Regions from separate parts of the Ovis aries genome. Here region 1 is linked to region 2. Evidence: chromatin contacts called from public Hi-C data. All regions are on one chromosome and are shown on one strand. The core of a region is the stretch at or near the end of the contact, and the rest is flanking DNA. Distances in the headings are between cores, read along the strand shown. Region 1 has its middle 21 kb from the start of PPP1R8. Region 2 overlaps RPA2 (replication protein A2).

Region 1 (4,846 bases), core at 1,609-4,108, 56 kb after region 2:
ATAAACAATACAGAGTGAATAAGCAATTGATCCAGTGTGGGTGAAGGCAATGGGTGCCATGCAGAAAATGGAGCAAGGGAAGCGGGAGGCAGAAGGGGGGTGGGGCGACTGCAGTCCTCACTGGAGATGGTAACCTTTGGGTGAAGACTTTGTCAGCAACCTCCAGCCAAAGACCACCAGGAAGACAGGAAAATTATCACCTTGGGTTTCTGACTCATAGTGAGGGACAGCGCCCTCCATGGGGAGCATGGGGACCGTGGGGCCACTCAGAGAGCCTTAGAAAGGCCTTACTCTAGGATTTGGACTTGGGTTAGATGATTTAGGAGGGCTCCAGGAACCAGGATTTTCCTATGGATTGGATGCTGTCAAGGGCTGCAGGGGCAATTCTATGACTGGGGATCTTAATGAACCTTAATGAGGACGGAAGACCAGACCCAGGCTACCGCTGTTATTAGCATGACACAAGTTTTCCTTATGAACTGTAGGGGGATGGCCGTAACAGATTACCACAAACTTGGTGGCTTAACAGAAATTAACTCTCACGGTTCCAGAGGCCAGAAGTTTGCTGTCAAGATGTTGGCAGGGTTGGTTCTTCTGGAGGCTCTGTTTCATGCCTCACTCCTTACTTCTGGTGGCTGATGGCAGCCCCTCGTGTTCCTGGGCTTCCAGATGCTCTTCACAAGTTTCCTCTGTGTCTTGATGTCTTTCCCTGTCTCTTACAAGGACATTTATCACTGGACCTAGGGCCCACTCTTATCTAAGATGATTGCATATCAAGATGCTTACTATAATTACATCTGCAAAAGCTCTTATTCCAAATAAGGTCACATTCTGAGTTCCAAGTGGACGTACCTTTTGGGGTCACGAGTCAACCCACTATAGGGATGGCTGGTCCTTTTAGCGGTTTGGGTGCAATGTTCTGAAAATATCAATTAAGTCTAACCGTTCTATTGTCTCATTTAGGATCTCTGTCACCTTATTGACTTTCTGTCCAGAAGGTCTGTCCATTGATGTGAGGTGTGAAGTATCCTACTCTCACTGTTTTCCCATCAGTTTCAACCTTTATGTCTTAGTATTTGTTTTAGATATTTGGGTGCTTCCGTATTAGGTGCCTGCATGTTGATGAGTATAAAATCCTTTTCTCGTATTGATCCTTTTACCATTATACACCGTCCGTCCTTATCTTTCCTTAACAGCCTTTGCTTCAAAGTCTGTTTTCTCTGACTTGAGTATTGCAACTTCAGCTTTCATTTGTTTGCATGAAATATCCTTTTCCATCCCCTCAGTTTTGATCTGTGTGGGTCCTTTGCCCTAAGGTGGGTCTCCTGTAGGTAGCATATTCCTAGGCTCTTGTTTTTTCATCCTGTCTGCCACTCTGTTCTTTGACTGGAGCATTCAGTCCATTGACATTTAAGGTAATTATTCCTTTTTGTAGTTTGGATAACGTTCACATTTTTTCTATGTTCAGACATGATTGTCTTGACTCATCATGGTCACAGAGCGGTCTTGTCTGGACACTGATGTTCTGTGAAACTTTATGTGCAGGAGGAAAATATCAAGGCCCAGCTGTGGGAGCCAGGCCAGCCACTGGAGGCCAGGGCCTGCTGTCCTCTTGTTCAACTTGAAGGCAATGAGGGAGGGAGCCATCTGGGGGAAGCGTTCCAGCCACAAGGGCAGGATGGGAGTGTGCCTTTAAGGGCCAGCCAGTCCCTGGGGTGGCTGTGGCCAAGGGAGCAAGGGGGAGAGAGGCAGCGGGACAGAGAGGCAATGGGAGGGGCTGCAGAGCAATGTACACAGTGGCTCTTAACACTGCAGGAAATAAGGGGCCTCGGGAATGCTCTGAGCAGAGCAGTGAACACCAGGACTGGAGTCATCAGCAGGCATGGTTTTGATAAGAATGTTAGGACAAAAGCCTGACTGAAGTGGATTTGCGTGCGAGTGGGAGGGTGAAGACACAAGACGAGACAATTCTTTCCAGAAGTTGTACTGAAAAGTGGAGCAGAGAAACAGGAAGTCGCTGGTGAGAAAGTGGAATCAAGAAGGTTTTTCGCTTTGTTTCTCTTTGAAAGCAGTGACGGTGCATTTGAACGCTGCTGGGGAAAGTCTGGAGGAGAAACCGTCTTGCCGGTGTCAGCTGGAGAGGGCATAACCGGAGGGGAGGGAAGACAGGCTCCAGGTGCAGGTGGTGGCCTGGCTGTGGAGGAAGACCATGGTAATGAGGAGAGGGGCGGGCTGCAGGGCTGAGGCAGGCCGGCTGGCTGGGAGACTTCAGCAGAGGCTCTCTGTGGAAAGCCTCCCTCCACATCTCAGCTGCACTTCCTGTCAGTAACCTTGCCCCCAGGTCACGAGTGTAGTAATAGTGTCTGCAGGGGCCCCTTTAGACACCCTGCCTGGCCCAGGTGTAGAGACTGCACTTGAAGCTCCACAGACCCCAAAAGGGACCAGAGATGGAGACAGAAGGGTAGGAAACTGAGAAAGAGAAAAACCAGAAAGGGATCAAAATTCAACCGTCTCCCACAGACCCCAGGCACAGGCAGGGCCCGCAACCTGAGTCAGAAGCTACCTTGTGCTGTTCACAGCCCTAAGCATCAGGGCCAGGTTTGAATTGCTGAGAAATTCACTTGTCAAGCTGAGCACTCTCTGTGAGCCTCAAGTTCCCAGCTATAAAGGGGAGAACACCACCAACCTCCTCTTGGGTCTTCTGGGAGAATTTAGGGGTTATAAAACACATAAAAGTACCATCGGGGTGCCTGACAAGGAGCCAGATTTGTTTTCCTTCTCCCCTCTCATCTCCCGCCCCGGGGGACCATCCTACATCTTCACACCAGTTCCTACAGCAGCTCCGAGAATGGGAGCAGGGCCCCGCCTGCTGGCTGACTCTGGAACTGCTCCTCTGCCCCCGTCCAGAGGTAGACTACATGCACATCCAGTTCTTCCAGCAATCTCATTCCATGGCAGCAGATACCATGCAAATTCGGTAGGTGAGCACTCAGGCCTTCTTACCACCTCCACAATCACGGGGCAGGGGCTTTAATACACCCTGACCCCCTTTATTCCTGCAGCTGCCCCTGCCTGGAGTGCCCCCACCTCCATCTGGAAATGTCAGAGGTCCGGGGCTTTCCACGACACTCACCTCTTAGCGCCCCTTCACTCTCACAGAGAGAACTCCTGGGGAACTTTCCCCCATTCTCTCAACATTTGGACTTAACCTCTAGATTGGCTAAACCGTGTGGAGAGAACCGAAACACCTGTCTCCCCTGCTTTGAGACTCACCCGAGGGCAGGAACTGCCTCATTCATCTGTTATTTTCTGACACCAGAATCCCATCAATCACTGCCCTGCCTGAAACCTCCCCACCCTGGGTGGGGAGGGTACGTGTCTGTGTGATGTGTATGTCTCTAGATTTTCCCCATATTTATGTCTTCACACATATGTCCTTCACTGGCTTCCTTATACCTTCAAATTCCCCAGCAAAGCTCACAGCATAGGACCTGGCCTCTGTCTTCTGATTCCTCCCTTCTGCCGAGTAGTCATCCCCTCATCCATCTTCCATGCGTCTCTCACTGGTTCCTCTCCCTGGAGAACTACAGCTCACACTCCTCCATGCAGCAAATCCCGACTTGATCATCAATGCTCAGCGCAAATGTCATCTCCCTAGAGGCCTCCCTGACACCCCAGTCTCGCTCATCTCTGCTGTCCTCATCCCGTCTATCCCTCAGTTGAAGCCTTCAGCATCTGAGCAGCAGCACCGTAAGTGTGCCTGTTTCCCTCTAGAAGGCAGGCCTCTAGCGGGCAGGGGTAGTGCCCTTCCGTACGCCCAACTCACACGTGTTCAATCCATGTTAGCTGAAGTCCCCACTGCCATCGTTCGCTCACAAGCAAAATGAGGGATCCAGCCAGGATCTCACAAACCCTTCTGACTCTAAAAATTCTGAGTTGATAACGACAAGCATATTTTAGGCAAGCAGTTACCAAACAGTTGCTCTTGAGCTGTGATCAACCTGTTGTTTTCTGCCAAAAGGTCCTTCTCCATGGGGTTCACCACCCTCTCCCATCCTGGGGAGGTAAACAGGAGTCATCTCCTCCCTTCTCAGCAGAGGGCCCATTAGGGGCATAGGACACTGGGGAACCAACAGTCGCTTCTCATCTCTGCATCCCTCCCCAGCGCTACGCTCACTGGAGCAATGGAGACCATCTGCCAATCCTGGTGAACAGGAGGGGTTTACCTCCCCAGTCATTGGCTACAGCTGTGTTAGGGGCAAGAGTCAGCTAAGCCCCTTTCTGCAGTATTCCCCTTAGAGGGGCACTAAAACAGGGTTGGAATAAATCAGAAATCTGGGTGCCAGGGATGCCAGGTTTCCATACCATGCCTCTATTTGCTGTGTAAGCACCAAATTCAGCCATTCCAGCTTCCACCAAAGTCAAACGGACCTTTGAAAAGAGCGAGCTTTGCAGGCTTGGATATTCCCTAGTGAGCCTTCTTTGAGACACAAATTGAAGTTTTACTCTGCAACTCAAATTCCGAAACCAAATAACACATGGCATAATCTCTTACCAGAAGGATTTTATTACCTAAAATACATCTAAATCCTTTATTATACTTTCTAGTAAGTTGTCCAGTTTGGGAAAAACTTTTCTTTCAATTTCCAAACATCTAGCTCCAATCTACAGAGCCCGATGGCAAGCCAACTACGGCTCGTACACTCCTCCCCTTACCTCATCCCGGAGGCCGTGTTAACCTGTGCTCAGGCTCTGGAGTCAGAATCCAGTTCCAATCCTGACTTCACTACATGAAAATCATAAGGAAGTTTATCTCTGAGCCTGTTTCATCTGTAAAATAGGGATA
Region 2 (4,608 bases), core at 1,151-3,650:
CCTCTGTCGTCCCCTTCTCCTGCCCTCAATCTTTCCCAGCATTAGGGTCTTTTCCAGTGAGTCAACTCTTCATATCAGGTGACCAAAGTATTGGAGTTTCAGCTTCAGCATCAGTTCTTCCAATGAATACCCAGGACTGATCTTTAGGATGGACTGGTTGGATCTCCTTGCAGTCCAAGGGATTCTCAAGAGTTCTCTAACACCACAGTTCAAAAGCATCAATTCTTCGGCGCTCAGCTTTCTTCACAGTCCAACTCTCACATCCATACGTGATCACTGGAAAAACCATAGCCTTGACTAGATGGACCTTTGTTGGCAAAGTAATGTCTCTGCTTTTTAATATGCTATCTAGGTTGGTCATAACTTTCCTTCCAAGGAGTAAGCGTTTTTAATTTCATGGCTGCAATCACCATCTCCAGTGATTTGGGAGCCCCAAAAAATAAAGTCTGACACTGTTTCTACTGTTTCCCCATCTGTTTCCCATGAAGTGATGGGACCAGATGCTATGATCTTATTAGTTTTCTGAATGTTGAGCTTTAAGCCAACTTTTTCACTCTCCTCTTTCACTTTTATCAAGAGGCTTTTTAGTTCCTCTTCACTTTCTGCCATAGGGTATCATCTGCATATTTGAGGTTATTGATATTTCTTCCTGAAGGCCTTAAAACCATTTCTGGAAGACCTTTTCTTTCCTTCCTGCAACTTTATTTCCCAGAGGGAAATTGGAGGGCCCATGGATGGATGAGGAGCTTTTTTTTTTTAATAGCTATTTCTACTAGGAAACATTAAGTGCAAGCTAAATGACAGCTTTAGATCCTAGTTTCAGATGCTTGTTTAGACTGGTATTTAAGTGAGGTCCTACTTTCTTTGCTTTATACAATCTGGGAGAGGGATCCAGGGCAGCCCTAAAACCATTGTCTCCATGGATTAACTCAGTTTGCAATTTAACTGATGTTTCTCCCTGCAAGAGCCTTCTATGAGCAAAATGGCTATGAATTGGTGACTCAGTGGTAAAGAATCCGCCTGCCAAAGCAGGAGACATACGTTTGATCCCTGGATCAGGAACGTCCCCTGGAGAAGGGCATGGCAACCCACTCCGGTATTCTTGCCTGGGAAATCCCATGAACAGAGGAGCCTGGTGGGCTACAGTCCATAGGGTCACAAAAGAGTCAGACACGACCTAGTGACTAAAACAACAAGAAGATAGAAAGTTGGGAAATGAGGGAAGTTTACATTTTCAGCCGTATCTAAAAGGCAGCTTCCTGTCTTCTGCATTTGGGTGTGTTTTTTCTTTCTAGGCTAGCTGTGGATTTTCTAAGCAACGAGGGACACATCTATTCCACCGTGGATGATGATCATTTTAAATCCACAGACGCAGAATAACTGGATATAATTGGGTACCCAAGATATTTTCCAGTTGGACCTTTTTTTGCAGCCTCTTGTCTCCAGCTGTGCATATAATTGGCGAGTTGACTTCTAGGAAGTAGATTTCATCTATAAAAGATCTCAACTGACATCCTTTTGAAACTTACTACTCTTCTGTGTTTTTGATGGACTTCCCTGGTGCCTCAGATGGTAAAGCATCTGCCTACAATGTGGGAGACCCAGGTTTGATCCCTGGGTCAGGAAGATCCCCTGGAGAAGGAAACGGTAACCCACTCCAGTATTCATGCCTGGAAAATACCATGGACCGAGGAGCCTGGTGGGCCACAATCCATGGGGTTGCAAAGAGTCGGACACGACTGAGCGACTTCTGTGTTTTTGAAGCTCAAAGGGATATGGGCCACTGAAAAAGATATAAAAGGAGCAGAATTTCTTAAAGAAGTAACAGATTAGTTAGTTACAACATCAAGATAAATGGAATTGAAAGAGAGATGCTACCAAGAGAGTTGGGCAGTACTGCTTAAATAATGCTCAAGAGTTTCTATTCTTAAATTGTTTCCTCTTAAGAGAAGATGAGCAGCACTGGGCCCACTCACCTCTGCCTTTTTTTGTTCCCCACGTTGGTTATGTGGTGTTACTTTCAGAATCACACTTTTTTTACCTTGCCATAATAGCTGCCAAAAGTGTGTTTTTATAAACATGGGGTTCTAGAGTGCTGGCTTCCTGGGGCAGAGGAAAGAAAGAAATGGGTGTTGTACAAAATAAGTACGTTCATATGTTTAATAAAATAGTTCTATTATTGAAGTAACTTGTAAAAATGTTATTTCTTTATGCTGCAATAATTAATACTTTATCATCTCAACTTAATTCTTAGATAAGTTAATGAGGTGTAACATGCAAATAGAAGTTCTGTAGCTGCTTTAAGTGTGTTTCTAAATGAGACCTACCAGCAGCTGTGTGGAGAAGGCCCCACCCCGCTGTGGTTTCTGACAGCGAACAACAATGTGGTTGCTCTCTGTCCTCGCAGGATACTTCCCACCTGGGGAGCTGTGCAGATGCTTACAAGCCAGTCAGCCAGTGTGCTTATTTGCAAGTGTGTCCATTCTTGTTTCCTAAAAGAACAGTGGCTAAAAACAGGTTTAAAAAAATGTATTCATTTGAATATGGAATGCATGATAGAATACTTTCATGGGTGGTAGACTTCTCTTTCTAGTTACCATGCTGACGTCCTCAAATGGGCAAGGGGACAAGAGCAGCGGTTCAGGTTTTTTTTTCTTCTTTTGATTTTGAATTTGACTTAGCAATCAAAAACTGCTTGCCCATTAACCCAGCGAGTGTTTATTCAATACCTACTGTGTCGGCCCATTTGCCAACTTCAGGGGTATAAAGCAAGAGACTGGTGTCCCAGGAGTTGCCGACTCCACATTCCCAACAACAGAGTAGCTGCCCAGTGATAGAGTTCCCTGCCATCTTGGCATTGACGTGATCTTACAGGAGTTCTGTGGTTCCCGAGCACTGCAGAGGCCCTTGGGACTGAGCAGAGGAGGCCACTCCTCAGCAGAATGAAACCCCAGCCTCTGAGGAGCTTCTGCCTGCTCAGGCCGGGGAAACGTACACTTTTGGATGTTTGTGGTCACCTGGGCTGTCGGGTATGCAGTGTTCTCTTGGCACACTGTTGAGACAGCAGAACAGCACTGTGACCAAGCTCTCAGAAATACCCAATGTCACGGCCAAGCCAGGAGTCCAGCCTCCTCTCAGGAAGGTCTTTCTAGGTGTACAGGTGGGAAATGTTGAGAAATTAAAAACTCTTGATACATTTTTGAGCATGCACCTCCAAGTTACATTCCTTTATTTAACAGTTATTTATATCTGTTACTATGTTAGTTTGTTATGTATATTATAAAACATTCAAAAATTTAAAATGAAAAAGGATATTAAAAATAAATATGAAGGGTTACTAATACAGAACATCACAGTTTGAACTGTGTGGATCCACTTATACTCAGATTTTTTTCAGTAAGTACATACTACACAATCCACAGTTGGTTGAATCTGCATGTACAGAGGGCCAGCTGTAAAGTTATCTGAGGATTTTTTGACTGGGGGTGGTGAGCACACTAACCCCCTTGTTCCAGGGTCAGCTGTAATTCTCTTGTTTCCCAGTCAGTCATCATGTGCGCTCACTTTGGAGATCAGCTGGGGGGTGGGGGGACTCTAACCTCATTATAATACCCTCCCCCTGCCCCGTCGTTTATCATGGAGGGAAGACGCAAGCACCCTGAGGGTGGTGTCTGCCTTTGGTCTGTTCCCTGCCTGCCCCCGTTGCTCTGGTAAGACATTCAGTGTGGTTTTCAAGCATGTTTTCCTTGTAAGCCCAGCTTTTCCTGCTGGGAAATCACTGCCTTTCTCCTCGTGGTAGCATTTGCACTCAGAAATCCCCTTTTGTGGAAACTGGTGGTCCTCTCCTCTGCCTCCCTTTTGTGACCTTACTCAGTTTGGTGCCAAAATCCAGTGCGGACATGAAGGTGAAAACTGTTGCCATTTTGCATGTGGTCCTGACGCCTAGGGGTTCTGTACCCAGGAGCAACTATTTTTTGCTTACTGCTTTTCCCAGAGTGCTCTCTTCCTCGGGGTCCGCTGTGTAGTAGAGACCGTGTCTGCGGAGGAGGGCATGGGAACTGGCATGAAGACAAGGATGAATGCCAGGTACTGGATGGAGACTGGCCCAGCAGCGATAGTCACCATGCAGTGGTCACCTGGAGAGCTCCGTGCTGGGGTGTGGCATGGGTCCAGAGCACTGGAGGGATGGTAGCAGGCAAAGGAAGGACACTCAGGTGTAATACCTAGAATCCAGGAGTGGAAACTGGACCCTTGATTCAGCTCCCACCTCAGCTGGAGACTCCTACCATCTATTTGTCTATCCTGTCCTCTGCTGACAATCCTGCCATTGTCTACCTCAGAGAGTTGAGAGTTTAGATACGGCTTGTAAAGAGTCTGGCACACAGATGCAACTTAATAAGTGATCATGATTATCATTCTTCTAGAAGCTCAGATGTAATTTTTATTTTCTGGTTTTATAAAATAATATTGGATAGTCACCTCTACCTGTTCGTGTGCTGGGTGCTGTAGAGATGAGGAAGACAGTCCTGGTCCCTCAGAGGCTCAGAGCCGGGGATGGGGAGGGGGAGACGAGAGTGGATCAGGGGTGGTACATGTTTTAAAAAAACT

Evidence for each region. Hi-C and Micro-C count contacts between places; a contact is called where the count stands out from the background.
Region 1: a contact with region 2 is called in a Hi-C map of blood, with 5 times the contacts expected there. The contact joins two enhancer-like sites. A contact is called at or near these places in 7 of 16 Hi-C or Micro-C datasets (blood, liver, omental adipose tissue and 1 more).

What each region holds. Positions count from the first base shown.
Region 1 is chr2:239,256,718-239,261,563 of ARS-UI_Ramb_v3.0, forward strand. No RefSeq gene overlaps it. Among named protein-coding and RNA genes, the nearest start is that of PPP1R8, 21 kb to the right of the region's middle. Within about 2 kb of position 2,859, at least 19 of the 54 cell types and tissues checked have an H3K27ac peak or open chromatin away from gene starts, as enhancers often do.
Region 2 is chr2:239,201,346-239,205,953 of ARS-UI_Ramb_v3.0, forward strand. RPA2 (replication protein A2) reads left to right here. Exons shown (of 9, transcript XM_012150913.4): 9 at 1,296-2,184. The coding sequence ends at 1,380. It overlaps THEMIS2 (thymocyte selection associated family member 2), which reads right to left. Exons shown (of 5, transcript XM_027965429.3): 5 at 3,197-4,608. Among named protein-coding and RNA genes, the nearest start is that of THEMIS2, 16 kb to the right of the region's middle. Within about 2 kb of position 2,401, at least 4 of the 54 cell types and tissues checked have an H3K27ac peak or open chromatin away from gene starts, as enhancers often do.